Linked DNA regions of Zea mays: regions 1 and 2 are each linked to region 3. Evidence: chromatin contacts called from public Hi-C data. All regions are on one chromosome and are shown on one strand. The core of a region is the stretch at or near the end of the contact, and the rest is flanking DNA. Distances in the headings are between cores, read along the strand shown. Region 1 holds the start of LOC100283809. Region 2 holds the start of LOC109940203. Region 3 holds the start of LOC103629953.

The links. A called contact is a pair of places that touch in the nucleus more often than the background predicts.
Region 1: a contact with region 3 is called in a Hi-C map of endosperm, with 2.8 times the contacts expected there. The contact joins the promoter of LOC100283809 here to the promoter of LOC103629953 in region 3. A contact is called at or near these places in 2 of 25 Hi-C or Micro-C datasets (endosperm and tassel).
Region 2: a contact with region 3 is called in a Hi-C map of tassel, with 2.5 times the contacts expected there. The contact joins the promoter of LOC109940203 here to the promoter of LOC103629953 in region 3. A contact is called at or near these places in 2 of 25 Hi-C or Micro-C datasets (bundle sheath and tassel).

What each region holds. Positions count from the first base shown.
Region 1 is chr6:126,045,520-126,048,219 of Zm-B73-REFERENCE-NAM-5.0, reverse strand. LOC100283809 reads right to left here and starts at 1,299. Exons shown (of 3, transcript NM_001156707.2): 1 at 1,064-1,299; 2 at 879-984. The coding sequence starts at 1,220.
Region 2 is chr6:126,216,167-126,218,866 of Zm-B73-REFERENCE-NAM-5.0, reverse strand. It overlaps LOC109940203, which reads left to right and starts at 1,340. Exons shown (of 4, transcript XM_020539470.2): 1 at 1,340-1,504; 2 at 1,576-1,712; 3 at 2,037-2,118; 4 at 2,475-2,700. The coding sequence starts at 1,700.
Region 3 is chr6:125,776,236-125,778,935 of Zm-B73-REFERENCE-NAM-5.0, reverse strand. LOC103629953 reads left to right here and starts at 1,440. Exons shown (of 9, transcript XM_008651051.2): 1 at 1,440-1,622; 2 at 1,726-1,895; 3 at 1,983-2,045; 4 at 2,183-2,202; 5 at 2,322-2,366. The coding sequence starts at 1,538.

The DNA.
Region 1 (2,700 bases), core at 50-2,549, 270 kb before region 3:
AAGAATTTGTGAAACCCTTATTGTATTGCATAGAGGATGGTTACATATATATAGACCTAGGGGAAACCCAAACCCTAACCCTAATAGGCCGGCAGCCCAACAGCGGTGCCAGCCCACCTACACATACATAACACACACTCTAACAAGCATGAACAGTAAATCACCAGCCAGAAGAAGAGTAAAGAAAGATAAGACAAGATGCAATCAGCTCTGCATTCTCTGAATAGGTCACACTAATCATACCATGTGAACAGTTAGGTAAAAAAGTGGAAGAACATTCTAAAATCAGATTAATAGTTGTTGCGTTAGAAGGTGAAATTCTAAATTCTCGCGCTTGTGTGTTTTGAACCACTGAACAATTGACATAAAAGACAGAACAGTGATGCATGCTACAAAACATAGTAAGGCCATCTTCTGATGGGCCATGTGTCAAATTCTTGTGGATATAATTCCCAATGAGAATATGTGAACTCCAACAAAGACCCATGGAATGATGGAAGTTGCTGGTTCTCACTAGATTATTAGATGCAAATATTTTGTTTTATCCTAAACACTAACTGTGGCGGGAATACCGAGGGTAAAATCAAATCCATCGGAAAGCCCTTTGCTCTGAAGTTTTAGGCATTTAGGAACTAGTATAAGCATTTATTACAGCAAACGAAACTACTGCAGAACTCATAAATGAACAATGGGGGCAGAGGGAGAGCCGAAAAACGTAGTACAGATTCTAAATAGCATCAATCCATGACAGATTTCACTGGTTAAGCAATCTGTGAATGGCTGCCTAAAAGTAACAAGCGGGCTATTGTCTTACAGGTGAAAGCCTGAAAGGGGAAAGAAGATGACGATTGTCGAAAGTGGAAAGTAAGCATAGGAACCTGGAGTAATGGAGCGACCAATAGAAATACTGGCAGATCTTCTCGAGGATGTTGGTGGGGATCTCTGGGAAGCGGACCTCGCCCTGGCGCGTCTCAGAGAAGCCGCCTGTGGGGAAGACGAGAGGGATGGATGTGATGCGAGGACGGCGCGCTGATGGGAATGGAAGAGGTGAAGAGTACCCTACCTGGGGATGTGAGCATGTTGCGGAGGGTGTTGGAGACCATGGCGGCCTTCCTGTCAACAACGAATTCGAAGCCCTCGGCGCTGATGAGCTTGACAACGCCTGCGGTATCGTCGTCCTCTTCGTCCTGGGGCTGGTGGTGCTCACGCGGCGGCGGCATCCTGCGACCTTGAGTGTCTGCGACGGATTGGTTTGGGGTTGAGGCAATGAGGCTGGTGACTGGTGTGGTTTGCTCTCACAAGTCACAAATAGCGTGTTGAATCTCCCGATATGACGTGGGCCATGTTTGGTTCAGCTGTGTTCTGACCAGCTTTTCTAAGAATCTGGCTGTGAGGATAATCTGGCTGTGGGAAGAATCTGAGTATTATTAGGATTATGTGCGGAGGAAGATAAAGATGTTCATAGGGCTCAGGATCTAGAAAGTGACGGATTCCTACTATTGCAACAACTCAACCGATTATATGTTTATATTGATTTTGAATAGTTTTTATCTAAACAAATTTTATAGAAGCTGACTGAAAAGCTGACGCGTTTGGCAGTCCGTAGCAACTTTTGGTGGCCAGAAGCTGCAAAAAGCTGAAACAAACTGGGGCATATATTGTTGGGCTGAGCCGGCTCAGTGATTTGGCGAGCTCGCCAATGAGGCTCGACTCTCGTGAGCCGGCTCGTGAGCTATCTACTCGGCTTCATAAAAAAAAACTAAACTACAAATAGAATAAAAAAAATGCAGCAATCATAGTCCATGAACAAATTGAAAGTTCATAACTATAAAATGAAATTATAGCTTGCTGCACAGGACACAAAGTCACACACCATAACTATAGACTGTAATTATAGTTTGCAACACAGTATACAGCCATAGAGCATTATATAATACCAAAAGTGTAGCTCATAATTCAAAGAAAAAACATCCAGCAGGCAGCATACACACAGAACCATAACTCCATAAGAGTAAGCTTGCTGGCTTGCTGTACACACACTCGATACTTCAATTCACTCTATACTCAGTCTCAGCATTCAATAATATCATACCTTCATTTCAGTCTGCACTATGCAGCAGCAACACACTCAACACGCCACTATGCCTGATCACCTGTCATGTGACCCCTATCCACCATACCAGGTCACCAATTCACCAGTATTGTACTCCCTCCGTTCCTTAATATATGTCGTCCGTTAGTACAAATTTGAACTATTAGGCGACAAATAAAAAGAAACGGAGGGAGTATAACACATCGTCACACTCACATAGTCACACGCCAAAGCCATTACTGCTTGTTGTTGCTGACTTGCTCCAATGCTCCTTGCTGGATGCATGGCTTGTAAACACTTGCCTGGCTTACTGTTGCTGACACACAGACACACACTCACACGATTGCTGACTGGTCGCCTGGCTTGCACTTACACCTGAACAAGAAAGCAGTGTGGGGCCTCGGCGAACAGGGTTGAAGGCCATGCGCTCGTGCGTCCGTGAGGGGCTTATCTTCGCTCCTAAGGTAGGATGGCAGGGCGCCTCGACAACCGGCAAGGAGGCAACCCTCTGCGCGGCGACGGCGGTGGCGTGCCCGGAGAAGAGAAGAAGCAGACGGCGGCACGCCTCGCTTAATCGGTTAGACTCAATCGTCTTCTTTATTTATCCT
Region 2 (2,700 bases), core at 91-2,590, 440 kb before region 3:
GGAGTCAGGGTGTGCCTTTCCTGGTATGAGGTGGGGATGACTCGTTGCTAACTTGGAAGATAGGCATTCAATTTGTTAGAGAACTGGCGAAACAATAGATGTTGACAGGAGGAACTGCTGAGGAGAGGCAATGGGGGCGACAGGTCCCGCCCGTGGAGCATAGTAGATGCGGTTTGCGATGCTTACGAACAGCGCCTCGCCGTTGGGCCTGAACGTGGCGCCGACCACCTCCTCGAACACATCCACCTCCCTCTATACCCGGTGTATGTGCACGAAGTCGGCAGCCTCAGCCGCGTTTCGGAACCTGCTGTCAGGGAAGAAGCAGAGACTTTGGACGGCGCCGATGCATCCTGGGTACCACACAAACGACTTTGAGAAGCTGAACGTGCCCCACAGTCGGCATGTAGCCTGCGGAGCGCCGTCTGGGACCATCCAGTCCCAAATAATGGAGGGAGAGGGGAGGCACGCGAGGAAGAAGCCAATGGTGGAGGGGCGCATGAGGAAGAAGGCAAGGAAGTAACCCTAACACTCAAGAACTTGTGGTCCGAGCAATGGCAACAGAGGAGAACAGTTCGTACCTGCCGGAAGAGGTGAGGCGGGGTGCGGGCGGGCGTGCGGGTGGGATTCGCGGCGGGGGAGGCGCGGGATTCGCGGAGTTTGAGGAGCGGCGGGCGATTCGCGGGAGCTTGAGGAGCGGCGGGCAGGCCGGGTGCGGGCGGGCTGCGGGTGGTGGCGGGATTCGCGGCGGGGGGAGGCGTGGGATTCGCGGAGCCTGAGGAGCGGCGGGCAGGCGGAGCGACGGGCGTTTCGCGCAGGCGGGGGCAGTCTACAATGCGTCCTTAATAGTTAGTACAGATATGCTAGGCTGTTTTGTTGCGCCCTTTTGCACGTGGCTGCCGGGAAAGTGTACTGTGGTGGCGGCGAGGGACCGACGTTCCTGTGTGGCGGCGATGGCGACATCGCAGATGGTGTACTGTTTTGTTGCAGCCTGGCCACACTTCTATTAGCAAAGCCTATGTGCAAACTTCCAAGCATAACTCAGAGCTTCTGAATAGTTACAATTTAATAAGAGTGTCAAGCAGTTCACTTATATAGTCAACCAAAACTCTGTTTTGTACCGTTGTGCACTGTATACTGCATTGTTCGTAGATTAGAGTTTGAATATGGTACGGGGATGAGTAAGCTGCTGGAGATAGCCTAAGCTCATGTTGATGTTAGGCCTAACTCAAGAAATTGGAAGAGGTGCTGTACACCGTACAGTTAAGAGACTGAAACAAGAAAATTTTTCTTCTCTTGTTTGCCTACTTTCCAAGAGCTGTGCATGCGAGGTACCGTAAGAAAATTCTCATGTGGATGTCAGAGCTACATACCAGAGTCTTAGCCTTCCAAATGTCAACAAACTGAACATCATCGCTGTTAGTTTGGGTGCACTTCTGACACAAATCACGCCTCAGAGCGACAACTCATGCAGCAGTACACAGGCCACAGCTCTCTCCCTATACAGGTGAGCAAAATCTGTATCATGTTCAAACGTTGTAAAATCCCAGGAGTAACGTGTGAGCTCATCTTCTGCAGGGCAGGACCAGCAAAAAAAGGAGAACTCCAGCACCACGGACGACAGTTCAAACTGGAGCAGAGATCGAATGTAGACTGGAACCATGGCAAGGCCGTCGGTGGTGTGCACATTTTTCGTCAGCTGATGACTTGTCCAGGTATGTATGTGGGCTCGCTCCTGCCAGTTCTCTCTCTCTCTCCTGCTGGAAATTCATGAGCTATATATACACACACACTTGTGTATAAGCGGTGAAGGTTCAGACGAAACCAGGTTGGCTTGACAGGGTTTCATCCCTTCCAACTTGGGTGTGATCTGCGGTTGTGGTCAGTGAAAGAGATCTCGTTTCATAGACCTCGTCAACTGCAGTTCATGTTCAGAACGTATCCTGAAGCACCGTGTCAAATGCGGTCAGGGTGGTGTATTCAACCGCTGGGTTTAGATTCTAAGATGTGCTTACTTTTATGCGTTGCCTGTCATGCAGGGAGGTGGCAAGCCAAGTTGACAACCAAGCAGCTAGCGCCCTTCAATTTGTCGGAAGGAACCAGAACTGAGTCCAGTCAACTGTATGTAACTTTCTGGAGCTAGAAGAATTCCCTTGTTTGTACAGTTCAGCCGGGCGTTTCGATGTTGGTATAATAGTTCTGATGGAAGGAACTCGTGCCGTAATGACGGGCCAATAAGGAGCAAGACGGGGAGCCGTACAAGTCACTGCCTTTGCGTGATTGCGTCCCCCTTTAATTTGAAGTGTTCGTCGTAGGTTTGTGTTCTGCCTAATATGGATGCCGTTGCTGCTGGGTAGCTGACTGTATACCCTCATGTTGAGACACACAGCTAGCTACACTACAGTATGAGACTCTTTTTTTTTTCTTTTTGGTGGCGAAGGGCTACAGTTGTGACCTGCAATATACCTGTCGCGCAGGGTTTGGACTGGAACAATGACGGAGGCTCCCTCTGGTCTGGACCCTGGACTGCTACAGTTTACTCGGGTATTTTGTTTTCTCGGAAGTTGGAACAAGAAGAATGTGCCTCGTGAGGCCGGCCTTCCTGCCTGCCTGGCGCCTGCCTTGCTGCGAGCCTGCGACCAAGATCAGAGCTCCACGTCTCCGTCGCGCCGGGCCAAAGCCGTGCAGCACGCGACGACGAAA
Region 3 (2,700 bases), core at 191-2,690:
CTTCGTGCCGTTTTTATCTTCTTCTTCTCCTCATTGTTTATATTCTCACCAAAACGTTCACCACTTTATGCTAGATTATGATTTTCTTCTATCGATGAAAAAATCATTGCTCTTGGAAATATCTTTTTCCGTACATGTAAATTGCATCATGATTTTTTTATTTCACATATTGTATAATTCAAAATATTAATGAGCTTATAGCTCCTAAAAACTATATATATATACACATATATATATATATATATATATATATATATATATATATATATATTCAAATTGTACAAACTACAAACCTCGACTACACCTAAATTTATCGCATTTATGCTAGTTGCATCCCATGTTTTAAAATAGGTTAGGACACTGTTTTGAATATTTTACATTTTTTCTATTTTTTTATATTATCTTATAGCTAAATCTAATATTTGGAAGCTTCTAAACATATTTTCACAATCTCTAAATGTGCGTTGCGTTCACGATGTTTCACATCATAGTTTTATCATGAGGGACATCAAGACATTTTAGGTAACATTTGGTTCTAAAGTATGGTGGAGACGGAGTCGCCCCGCTCCCAATTTATTTTTGTTTAGATCGATTCTCTGAAGGGCGGAGTGAACCTAAAAATAGGAAAATTACGCTCAGATATAAGACTATTTGGCTCCCCAAAATCTCTCGGACAAAAACCGCTCCCTGAGACATAGTTGTTCCATCCTATGTGGCTCCGTAACCGAACACTATCTTAATACTCTCTTCGTTCCAAATGAAAAGTAGCTTTGGCTTTTTTTTATAGACACATAACTTTTATAGCATATTTATACATAGCAATCGTAGTTTTATTATGAGAAGCATTACAACATTTAATACTCTTTTTAGTTCTAAATTGGAAATAGTTTTGGTTTTCCAAGTTACATATTTTTTATAACATATTTGTACATAGTATATATTTATGTGTATAAAACACGACATACTAAAATGTCAGAGCGGTTTACAATTTGAAATATAGGTGTAAGTGTTTAGATTTTTTTTCTTCCAATTTTTAGATATTTTTATATTTGTATGAAACCATCTATGAATTTGTTTCTAACCGGGAATGCGTAACTTATAAATCATTTTAAGATCTGAAGATGGACAATTTATATCTAAATTTATGTAGAGTTTGAGGATAAAATCTAGACTCGGTGGTTATTTAGAGGCAAAAACCGCTCAAAGGAAGACTCGGTTTGGGCCGAAGCTCAAAATTATCCTCGCTCGCCTACCTCTCAAACTGTTACTGGGTTGCAGGTCGAAGGGGCCTCCCTGTCGTATATTTTTACAGCCCGTGTTGGGCTGCCAAATGTCTTCATTCGTCCTGAGGGTCATGCATGTCGAAGACTTGAGGCCCATCTAAACTGTTTAAAACCCCTCTGAAGCGTCAATTGTCCGAGAGCCCATTCCTTCTTCGACCATCTCTGATCTCCTCTCCCGGCGGGAAAAGAAAAAACAAACCTCCCTTCTGAGCTGAGCCTCTCCAGAAGCTCCAGAAGAGCCTTCCACGGAGCCGATGGCTGCAGCGGCGTCAGGCGGCGACACCCCGAAGCAGCTCCTCTCCATCATCCGCGACTTCGCCTACGAGAAATCGCACGGCGGTAAGCACCCAACTTCTCCCGCGCCGAGCGCGGAGGCACTAGGTTTTTCGCGCGTCTGCGGTTGATCGGACGCTCCGCCGTCTCCCGCTTGGCGTGCGCGCAGAGCGCAGGGTGTCCGACCTCAGGCGGCGCCTCGCTGATGCGCGCGCCGCGGCAGACGTGGCCGCGGCGGAGCTCGACGCCGCGAAGCGCGCGCGGGAGGCTGCGGAGCAGGAGTTTCGCGGGAGCCAAGTGCAAGACGCGATCGCCGCCGACTCCATCCTTGCGCTAGAGGTTTCTCCTCGTCTCGCCTTTAAATTGACGAATTGTCACGCTTGCTATGCCCAATTTTCGTGACCCGAACTACTTTGGTGCGTTTAGGCGACGATCTCGTGTCTCCATGAGGAGATCTCGAAGGCCAGCACTGATCTGGACGCGCTCAAAGTTAGAGCATCATAATTCGCAGCGAATTTATTTGGGTCCTTTGTTACTTTAGTATTAAATTAACTTATTCTCATTCTGGTTTGTGGTTCGAATTGGAATGGATCGGCTGTTGGTGCTTGACGAATTTGCTCCAAAAGAGCAAGGAAGACAGTGAGAGGTGAGTAATATGAACTATCTAATGCCTTGTTGCTCTACAAAATATCCCATATGTATTGTCCTGTACTAAATATTGTTTCTCTCTGCTGGTCATGGTTATACTTTCCCTCACTGCTGCAGAGAAGACTTCATTAGCAAGATGTATGAGATGAACGCAAAGATAAGGTATGAAATGACTTCTTTTGTTGTTTGATGCAATCATAAAACAAACTATAACTGATGTTGCATCTATGTTTTTCGGCTTTGCCTATAGTGGTGTTGGCAGAATGGCAGTAACTACCTCTGTATAATAAGGATATGATGTATTGTTTGGATATTCTCAAAATACTTGAGACAAGGGAGCACAGTGGTGAAATTTTTTATATGGGACGTGTATCAGAGGTGTTCGCAAGAGTCATGACATTGCACTAAGAGGGCACTTTAAGATTCTTATTACATTCTGCTTTTACTTTTTAAATTTTTCATCAATTTAGATTTGCTTGCTGGCTAAAACTTGTTT